2 separate regions of the Manis pentadactyla genome follow, and region 1 is linked to region 2. The links are chromatin contacts, called in public Hi-C maps. All regions are on one chromosome and are shown on one strand. Each heading gives the region's core, a stretch centred on a gene start, on an enhancer-like site or on the middle of the called end of the contact. The rest is flanking DNA. Distances are from core to core; before and after follow the strand shown. Region 1 holds the start of RER1 (retention in endoplasmic reticulum sorting receptor 1). Region 2 holds the start of FAAP20 (FA core complex associated protein 20).

What was found. Hi-C and Micro-C count contacts between places; a contact is called where the count stands out from the background.
Region 1: a contact with region 2 is called in a Hi-C map of skin fibroblasts, with 6 times the contacts expected there. The contact joins the promoter of RER1 here to the promoter of FAAP20 in region 2. A contact is called at or near these places in 2 of 3 Hi-C or Micro-C datasets (fibroblasts and skin fibroblasts).

The regions. Positions count from the first base shown.
Region 1 is chr4:1,174,597-1,179,252 of mManPen7.hap1, reverse strand. It overlaps RER1 (retention in endoplasmic reticulum sorting receptor 1), which reads right to left and starts at 1,967. Exons shown (of 7, transcript XM_036882787.2): 1 at 1,807-1,967. MORN1 (MORN repeat containing 1) reads left to right here and starts at 2,003. Exons shown (of 14, transcript XM_057499626.1): 1 at 2,003-2,310; 2 at 3,094-3,165; 3 at 3,819-3,917; 4 at 4,492-4,602. The coding sequence starts at 2,235.
Region 2 is chr4:1,034,417-1,039,004 of mManPen7.hap1, reverse strand. FAAP20 (FA core complex associated protein 20) reads left to right here and starts at 2,787. Exons shown (of 3, transcript XM_036882652.2): 1 at 2,787-2,887; 2 at 3,025-3,154. The coding sequence starts at 2,826.

The DNA.
Region 1 (4,656 bases), core at 718-3,217, 140 kb before region 2:
AGGTGACCCAACTGAATGGACCATCACGGCTCCCCAGTCTCCTGTCCTTTCAGGAGATGCACTTTTACATTCAACTGAGGAGAATTCCGTGTTTTAAAAGGGGCTAAATTAGAATTCATTTCCTAGAATGGCCGGCCGGCCACCCTATTGTGGCCAAAGCCAGGGCAGCAGAAAGCCACGTCAATAATATTCTTTACCCTATGGTTCCTCACAAATTTTCCTTCATTTTCCTGTTTTATGCCTGAAGTGTCTCCCATTACGTGGAGGCAGTAACAGTGATCTTAGTGAGAAAACACCTGTCCTTCACGCACACATGCTATGAGAAACAACTGCTACAATTTCCCATGATTTCAGTTGAGTGTGTGGAAAAATCTTCCAAAAACACAGCAGTCGATCTCTGATGATCTGACAGACAGCATACACATTAACACACAGCTCCAAGTCTCAAGCAAACTCACTGTCAAGAATAACACCAAGGACATGGACTTTGGAGTCAAACAGCTCTCAGAGTCCAGCTGTCACTGTCTTGCCGTGCAATGTGGACAACCCCCTCAGCACCCCCCAACGACCTGCAGAGTGAGGCAATGGCACTTAGCGGCCCTCAGACATTGCCTTGCAGGGAGTCAGCTGCACGTAGCACCAGGCCTGACCCTCAAGCCAGGCAGGAGGGAGCAGGCCCGCCTCCCTCAAACAAGTCAGACTTGTTCCTGGTTCCTGGATTAGGGCCGGCCTCACACCAGCTGCTCTGTGGTCCTCTTCCCTCTGCTCAGTTGGAAGGCCACCTCCTCAGAGAGGCCCTCCTGACTTATCAAACCGACCACCAGGTCCCTTAGATCATGTCACCCCGTGTTTACTTTGTGTAACAATCATTTCCTGACTTCCTTGTTTTCTCTATTTTCTCCTACTAGAATGTAAGCTCCTTGAGGGGGAACCTTATCTGGACTGCTGCTGGGTCCTACTGCCTAAAATAGCCTGTTAAGTAGCAGGCAGTCGGTAAATCATCTGTTGCATTTAACTGTTTCACGCTGGGTCCAAAAGAAAACAAAGGAAAAAGCAAGATAAAACCATCCCAAGCAGAGAGCAGGAGCGCCATGCACGGGCCCGTCCGCAGTCCGGGAGGCCCCGTCCGGAGGAGCCACGACCTGAGGGCTTCTGGAGGCGGTCTCTGCCCGGCTACGGGGCCACCAGCAGTCGGGCCCCCCACCTTTCTGCTCATCTCCTCATGCCCTCGTCCTCCTGGGCCCCACGCTGACCTCGGGTGCTGTCCCTGGCTCAAACGCCCCTCCAGCCGTCTCCGTCCATTCCCGGAGAGGCGCACTCGGGCCGGGACCACCGCGGACGTCCGCACCTGCCCCTGCCACCCTGCCCGTCATCTGCACTCAGCAGGACCTGGTCTCAATAGCTGAGGACCCCGTGCTCATTCGCGGGGTCTCCACCTCACACGTTCCCGGGAGAGGAGGGCCGACCCGGACCAAGGGCGGGCCTCGGGAGAGCGTCCGGGGCTAACACCGCCTCCCTCTGCCGCGCACGGAAGCGGGGCCGACCCGACGGGGGCGCGGGCACGGCACCGAGTCAGCCTGCAGGACTCAGTCTGTACCAGGACGGGACCCCCGGCAACCTGCTGCACCCGACAGCCCCTGCCCAAACCGCGCGGGCAGGCCTAGCCCCGGGCGCGGAAGCAGACGGAGAGGCGGCCGAGTCCCCTCCCTCCCGGGGCGGTCACCGCGCGACCCCGGTGTGCGGCCCGGCCATGCTCTGCCCGAACCCCCGCCCCATCCCCGCCCGGACCCTGGGCCCCGCCGGCACCTCGCCGCTCCGCTGCGGCCGAGCGCGGTCTCCCGAGGGCCGCGGGGAGGAGGACGCGGGCAGCGGCCGCGCCGGCGCTTCGCTTGGTCCGGGAAGGGGCAGCCGGGGACTTCCGCTCCGTCCTGCGCGGCACCGCCTCCGGGGCCTCCAAGATGGCCGCCAGGGCGGAGCCGAGAGCCTCCAACCATTTCCGCTTCCGGCGCGGGCGCCCAGCGGTTGGCGGGGCGGTGCCCTCGGCGGAAAGGACGTATCAGCGGACATACGCCTTGTGGCGCAGGCGCAGCTGCGTCCTGAGACTCCGGGCCCAGAAAGCTTCGCTCCGGAGATTATTACCGCCCGGGGACGGGTCCTCGGCCCTGCCCCCTCGCGACCGACGAGCCAACGGAGGAGGACTCTGACGGTTGCTAAGGGAAACCGCTAGCGGCAAGATGGCAGCCTCCGGCGAAGGGAGGCTGAGCGGCCGCCGGCCGCGCCGGGACCCACGGGGGCGGCCGCCGCTCGACGGTAACGGCCGCGGGCTCGCAACTTCACTTTGGGACGCTCCCGCGCGCTTCCCCGGGGCCCCAGCCGGACCCTGGGCGCCCTCGTGCCCCTCTCCGGGTTCCGTGTGTCCTCGCCCCGTGTTGGCCGGGTTCTCGGGCCGAGTCCCAGCACCGGCCGGGGCCTGATGAGCCCGGACTAGGCGTCCGCACCGCTACTGCGAGCAGAACCCGACCCTCGCCGGCGGCAGAGTCACTGACTGGGGGCCCCTTCCTACCTAGACCCGCTCGCCCCACGTTGCGCCTGGGAACGGGCTGTGCGGCGGGGAACGGGGGAGGCGCCCCGCCGCCTAGCGGAGGGCGGAAGGTGGGCGGGCCCTGGGCGCACGTGTGGACCGGGGCACAGGAGGCCACTGGACGGCTCCTGAAGAGAAATGGCAGGGCTCCTCCCCGCTGCGCTCTGCCCAAAAGTTCCCTCCCCAGAAAGGCGCCCCACTCTCCCAACCGCCCCTCACGCCGCCGCCTCTCTCGGGGAGTCTGCACGCCCTTGTCCTGGTGCCTCCCACTGGGCCTCCCTGCCCAGAGTGCAGCTCCTCCTCGTGTTTGTTGCATAAACAGAAGAGAGGGTGGCTGTATGAACAGTAAACAGGAAAAGTGACCCCCAAACTGAAGCTCTAGGCCGCAGTGCTGGGGAGTTCACTGCAGGTGAAGATGCCCTCGAGGGGGGTGCACACTCGTCCTCATTAGCGCAAGACCCCACCAGGTCCCCTGTGTCAGGTGCTCACTTGTGCATCTTTTCAACCTTCAGGTTACGGTGTCTACATATACCCAAATTCTTTCTTTCGATACGAAGGAGAATGGAGAGGAAGGAAGAAGCATGGTCAGATTCCTGCAGCCAGCACTTCGCAACTGACAGCCCATCTCCTGGGGAGTTTGGTCAGGAGGGTGGCATGGAGTGCCAGCCAGCCTGGGCCCTTGTGCTCTTACTGGTGCCGATGAAAGGCCCCTTCTTTCAGCATTGGAGCTCGCCAGACAAGGCGCCCCAGTGCTGCTCCGGCAGCTGGCAGCAAAGCCAGGCAGCAGCAGTGGGGTCCTGGGAGACCCCTGGGTGGGCAGCCTTCTCACAGGCCTTGGGGCACCCTCAGCAGGGAAATTGCAACTTGAAAATCATCCCTAAAGTTTTTGTTGTCATAAACTGCCTTTATGGCTTTTTCTGATAAAGAGATTCTGTACCTTTGTAGAAAATCTTAGCAGCAGAGAAGGGAATGATGAAGTAGAAGTGGCCACCTGCAGGGTTCAGGCTTTCCCAAGTTCATGGTCCTACTGTTTGGGGACCCTGCCTGCCCTTGTTCTCTGCCCACGTGTACGCGGGTGAGTCTGCAGAGAGTACATGTGGGAGGAGAGATGGAGCCAAGCAGGCCTGAGGGCGCCAAAGCCCAGCTCTCCTCACTGAGAAGTGAGCCCAGCCGCACACAGGCACCAGCGGTCACTCCCAGCTGCTGTCTAGCTTCGCATCGAGATTTCTTTTACCAGGTCATGGGAAGCTGCTGTTTAAAGATGGAAGTTATTATGAAGGCGAGTTTGTAGATGGAGAGATCACGGGAGAAGGCTGCCGGCACTGGGCCTGGTCAGGTGGGACTTGGAGCCAAGGGGTGGGTGTGCTGGCCCCTCCATGTCAGCCTTCCCAGTGGGAGTTGGTCCCTTGCTTCTGGTGCAGAAGGTGCTTCCGTCTGTAAGGAGGCCCTCCCCTCCTCAAGGTGTCCTGTAACAGCAGCATTCCAGCCCGGGTGAGGGGGCCACAGTGCTGCCCACAGCTTGGCTGGGGACCTCAGCTCCTCACAGGCAAGCATGGTGGTTGGTTCTCAGTGAAGAGAAGGGTCACCCCACAGCCTCTGACCCTGAGCGGCCTTTGCCCTTGGCTCATTGCTGCCCACAGAGAGGGTGGGCGCAGGATGGAGTCTGCAGTCACCTGGTTGTGAGGGGAGGGAGTCGCACATCCCTGCTTACCCAGGAAGGCAGGAGGAGATCCACCTAATGTTATTTTCCTTAGTTAACAAGAGTAGGTAATGAGATAGTCACTCTCGTGTGTCCTGACATGGCATCTGCCCCATCGTGGGTAAGGGGTGGGCAGGACCCATTAGCCCTCGGAGGATGCGGGCCCAGTGCTGACCCTGTGTGTTTCTTCCCTTCTCCTTTCCTGCGCCAGGGAACACCTATTCTGGACAGTTTGTCCTGGGAGAGCCTCAGGGACATGGTGTCATGAAGTACAAAGCCGGTGGACACTATGAAGGGGAGCTGTCCCATGGAGTGAGAGAGGGTCTGCTGTCCACGAGAACTCAAGACCCTTTGTGGGGAACCCTGGCACCACACC
Region 2 (4,588 bases), core at 1,538-4,037:
TGTCTGCTGGCACTCTGCACACCCACGAATGCCCCTGCTTGGCTCCAGGCAGCCTCGCCTGTTTGGCATATGCAGGCCGGCAGGTGTGGCTAAGCACAGCCTGGATCCCAGCTGCGTCCGTAGGCCGGGCTCTGGGGAGGATGCCACCCAGCCTGGAGGCCAACCTCTCCTGGTCAGTGGGCACTGGCAGGGCACTCTGTGTGCGTGCCATGCTGCTCCACTACATGTCGAGGGATGGTGGCAGCCACCCCATTGCTGTTTTCACTTGCTGCTTTCTGGGACTGCCCACCGTGCCATCCTGATCCCATTTTCAGAGTAGCCTGATGGCAGCCCCCAGGAAATCAAAGGAACATGCAGGGAAGCCAAGTGGGGCTTGGACCTGGGCTGAGGTCTGGTGGGCAGTCTCTGGACCTCCTCGGAGTGGAGACCAACGGCGAGCCCCAGCCAGGCCCCCCGGGGGGACAGTGCTGGTCAGAGGTAAGCCTTTTCCCACCCCGTGGGAGCAAGGAGCCTGAGTGCGTCCAGGCTCCGAGAACACCAGGGGCAGAGACACCTGCTCATTGGCAGTGGAAGGTGCCCCTGACCGGCCACAGACATCACCCTGATTCTGGGGCAGGCACCCTGGAGGGGTTCCTTTGCACGTTGGTGGGTGACACCTGAAGCTCCTGCATGACACCACTCAAGCACTTAGTACTTCGCCCAAGGGGTGCCTCCTCCAAAATGCTGAAATATTTTTTATAAACATGACTTTTGGCTTGTAAAAAAATTTGTTTCCACAGTGCCAGCGCCAGTCTCGATCAGAAATCATTTTCCAATAAAGCTCTACTGTCTGTCACCAGGGCAGATGACTCGGAAAACGTGAGCTTCCTGCTTGAGGTCAACTCTTAAACGCCCTTCAGCCACCGTTTCTTGCTGATAACAACGGAGCAGCTGGGACAAGGTGGGTCTGTGTGTGTTGTGGGGAGAGCGTGCGGTGCTTCCACTCACCTCCCTAAGGCCCTGGCAGGCTGGGGCGGGCAGGCAGCTGTCAGGAAAGCTGGGGGGGTGGGGGCTTCCTGACCAGGGCCGGCACCTGCCACGGGCCTGGTGCCCGGGTGACCCCAGCTCTGTTCTTGGGGGAAGTGTCCCGGGGGGGGTGGGGGGTGTTAACCCCCAGCAGCTGGGTGAAACCAGAGAGCAGAAGCCCCAGGGGGACGTTTACGTGTTGCCCTGGCGTGGCCATCCCAGGAGCACCAGGCCTCAGGGGCCTGTTACACCAGGCGGTGCAGGCCTGCTCTGGGGTCCGGGTCCCTTCCCCTGGCAGCTGAGGGTAGATGAGGCCCACTGGGAGGGCTGAGGCCAAAGCAGAGTAGGCATCCCCTCTGTTCTGTACTCAGCCAGGTCCCAGTCCCTGGGGCCTGTTCAGGAGCAGCGGCTGCTCACACAGATGTCGCACACACTTCCCCAAGCAGCCTGAGCTCTGGGTGCACAGGAAGGTGTGGCAGGGCCTTCCTCTGCCGCAGGGATGCCTGGCACCATTCCTCCTGGAGGTCCCCTTGTCTGGCTTGCAGCAGTGTGGTGACACTTGCAAGAAAGTCTCTGAAGCGGCAGAGGCTGAAGCCACAGCCAGCTGAGCCCCTGTCTGGGACTCCAGACAAACACCTGCAATGTGGGGGCAGGGCAGACCGGGGGCCCCCACTCCCAGGCTCCTCCCCTTGGGAGCAGGCCCAGCCGCAGGGCACCTCGTCCTGGGGCCCCGAGACCACCCTGCTATGACAGCTCTACTTGTTTGCACAGGTGGGGTGGGACCCTGCCTGTTACCTGGGGGTCGGAAGCATCTAGGCCAGCCTAGGGTGCAGCTGGCGCTCAGGGAGAGTTTAGTGAGTGAGCCTGCTCCTGGTTGTGAGGTCTGCACTGGCGGCTGGGTGAGGGTGACCTCAGCGCCATAGCAGGACCGCTGGTCACTGGGGGGCCTTGACTCAGGGGCAGGGGCTCTGGGGCTGGAAGTGGGACAAGGGGGGCCTTGTCACCAGGACCAGGGGCTGGGCCTAGGTGAGGAGGCTGAACGGTGCTGTGGGGGCCCCTGCAGACAGGGGTGCAGGGCAGAGCTCCAAAACTCCAGGGCCTGGGACAGCCAAGGGTCCCAGCACCCCGAGGGACGTCTGCCTGTGGTCCTTGGAGAGGAGCTGCTTGACCCCAGGGCCCTGAACACTCCGACCCCAGCGTGGGCAGGCATCACCCAGGGGCCGCGGAGGGCCAGGGGCAGGGGCTCTGTCAGGCCTGGGGCAGCGCAGGGGAAGGGACCTGAGGGAGCCTAGGCATCTGCTGCCACCAAGTGGTGGACGGCTTGGTCGCTGGGCGAGAGCTCCCAGGGCCCGGGTGTCCGGGGAAGCCCCTCTCAGGCCTTCTGCCCGGCCCAGGCTCCCGCTGGCCACTTGGACTTGGTCACTTCACTTTTTCTCTTAAGGAAACCAAGTTCCTCCCTTTTGCAAGGAAACGTGGTGTTCCCGGGGTCCCCAGGCCCGACTTCCTGTTCAGCTCCCCCTGCTCGGGGGCCTGCCCTGCGACGGCAGCGGCCTGGGCCTCCCTGCCACCCCCGCACCGTCCCCCTCTGCGCTGGAGAAGGGCACCCTGGCCTCAGTCCCCCAAAGGCTGGGCGCAGGGCGCCTTCCTCTGATGGTCACAAAAGGGGGTGGGCCGGCGGGCTGGGAGCAAGCCTGGTGCCTGGGGGGGTCGGAGTCGGGGGCCTGTCCGGTACGGCGGCGCTGCGGAGGGGCCCGGGCAGGGGGCGGGGCCTGCGTCCGGGGCGGGCGCTCACTTCCGCCGGACGTGAGGCCCCGGGGCGGATGGCGGAGACGCGGAGGCCGCGGCTGAGGCTGAGCCGCCGGAGGCCGCCGCCGGGGGGCGGGTGAGGCCCGGGGCCGGGGGCCGGGGGCCGGGATGGGGGCTCGGTGTCTCCCAGCCGAGCTGTGTCCGGCGTCCCAGCCCCACGTCCCCCGCCGGGTGGCCCGACCCCCTCCCGCTGAGCCTGCCCCCCTTACCCAGCAGCCGTTCCGAGACCCTCCTCGGGGGCGGCGGCGAGTCCGCGGGGCCGTGGGCGGAGCTGCTGCGCGCAGCGCGCGCGGATCTGAATCCAGACGGGGAGCTGCCTCCGCTGCCCGCGTTCCTCCGCCAGGTGCGCCGCGGCGGCCGGGGGCCTCCGGGCAGGGCTGGGTATCGGGCGCCGGGGCTGTCCCGGCGCGGCCCGACGACCCCGTTTTGCAGGAGTCCGGCCAGCGCCCGGAGCCTGCCGCGCCCCCCGAGGCCTTCACCGTCGGGCTCGAGACCTTCTCCTGGACGCCCTTCCCGCCGGCGCCGAGGGGAGGCGGGGGCCTTGGCCACTCTCGTCACGTGCTCCGTGGGGCCGGGGGACTTCCGGGGTCCCCCGCCCGGTCCCCGCGGCAGTGCCTTGCCCCCAAGCTCCCCAGCACCCAGGAGCAGCGGTTGGTGGATGGGGCTCAGATCCTGCGGAGCTGCCCCATGTGCCAGGCTGACTTCGCCCCCGGGTGAGTGCCACCCTGGGCTTCCCAGGCCCTCTGCTGCCCTGTTTGGAAGCCACGGCCACTTCAAGGAAGCTGAGAGGTGCCTCCTGCGTGGAAAGTTGGCAGAGCGGACTGCCGGCCAGCCAGGGGGCCATCCCGCGAGGCCCTGTGACAGGAAGGCCCGCAGCAGGAGCACCCCGACTTGGGGGCCCTGGTAACCGGTGTCCCCAGCTGCCACCGTCTCCAGGACCAAGCCAGGCTGCGGGTCACTGAGCAGCTTCTTGTTTAAATAGTCCCCCAGCACAGGTGCCTTCCTAGGGGTGGCTTGGGGGTCTTAATAAGGAAGCTTTTGTTTTGCGCCTAGAGATGCTTTCACTCCAAAAACCCAATACACAGTTTGCTTTTTTTAAGTAGGGAGTTGGAATCCAATGTTCTGTTATTAAACCCAAAGCACCCAGCTTGCAGGCCGTGTGTCGCACAACCGAGGAGACAGGAATGGTTGCCACTGGTCAGGTGAGCGGACACCAGTCTGTCTGCATTAGCACATCCTGTCTTCAGAAGCAACAGCAGCCCTGAGGGCGAAGGGAGCCCAGTCCAGACGAGACCGGCAGACTAGTTACCCAAGTACAGGACGCACACCTGCCAAGGAAGATCCGTAGGTCCTCCTTCCGGTTCAGAGATGGAGTCTCCGTCGGAAGCCAAACCTCTGACCTCGGACTCCCCCAGCCTGGGATGTTTTGTGTCCTGTCTGTGCCCACGGCAGCCCGCACAGGCTCCAGTGGCTGCAGGCGCTGCTCAGCTGTGCCCACGGCTGTCCCCAGGTGCAGCCCCTGCCGTGGGGCCTGGTGGAGACGCCCTGGCACCCCGGGAGGCACCTATGGAGTCGCGGTTTCCAGACCAGGTGTCTCACTGGACACGCCTCCTGCCTCTGCTGCTGTTTGGAGTTGCCCTAACCTGCTCATCCGACTGGCTTGCCAATTCTGACGTAGCAGGGGGCACTTTTAAAACAGTGAAGTCGTCATGATTTGCGCCATCAGAACAAAGTGTCCGGAGCCCTGCTGGAAGCCCACTGCCTGGAAGCCCACGGC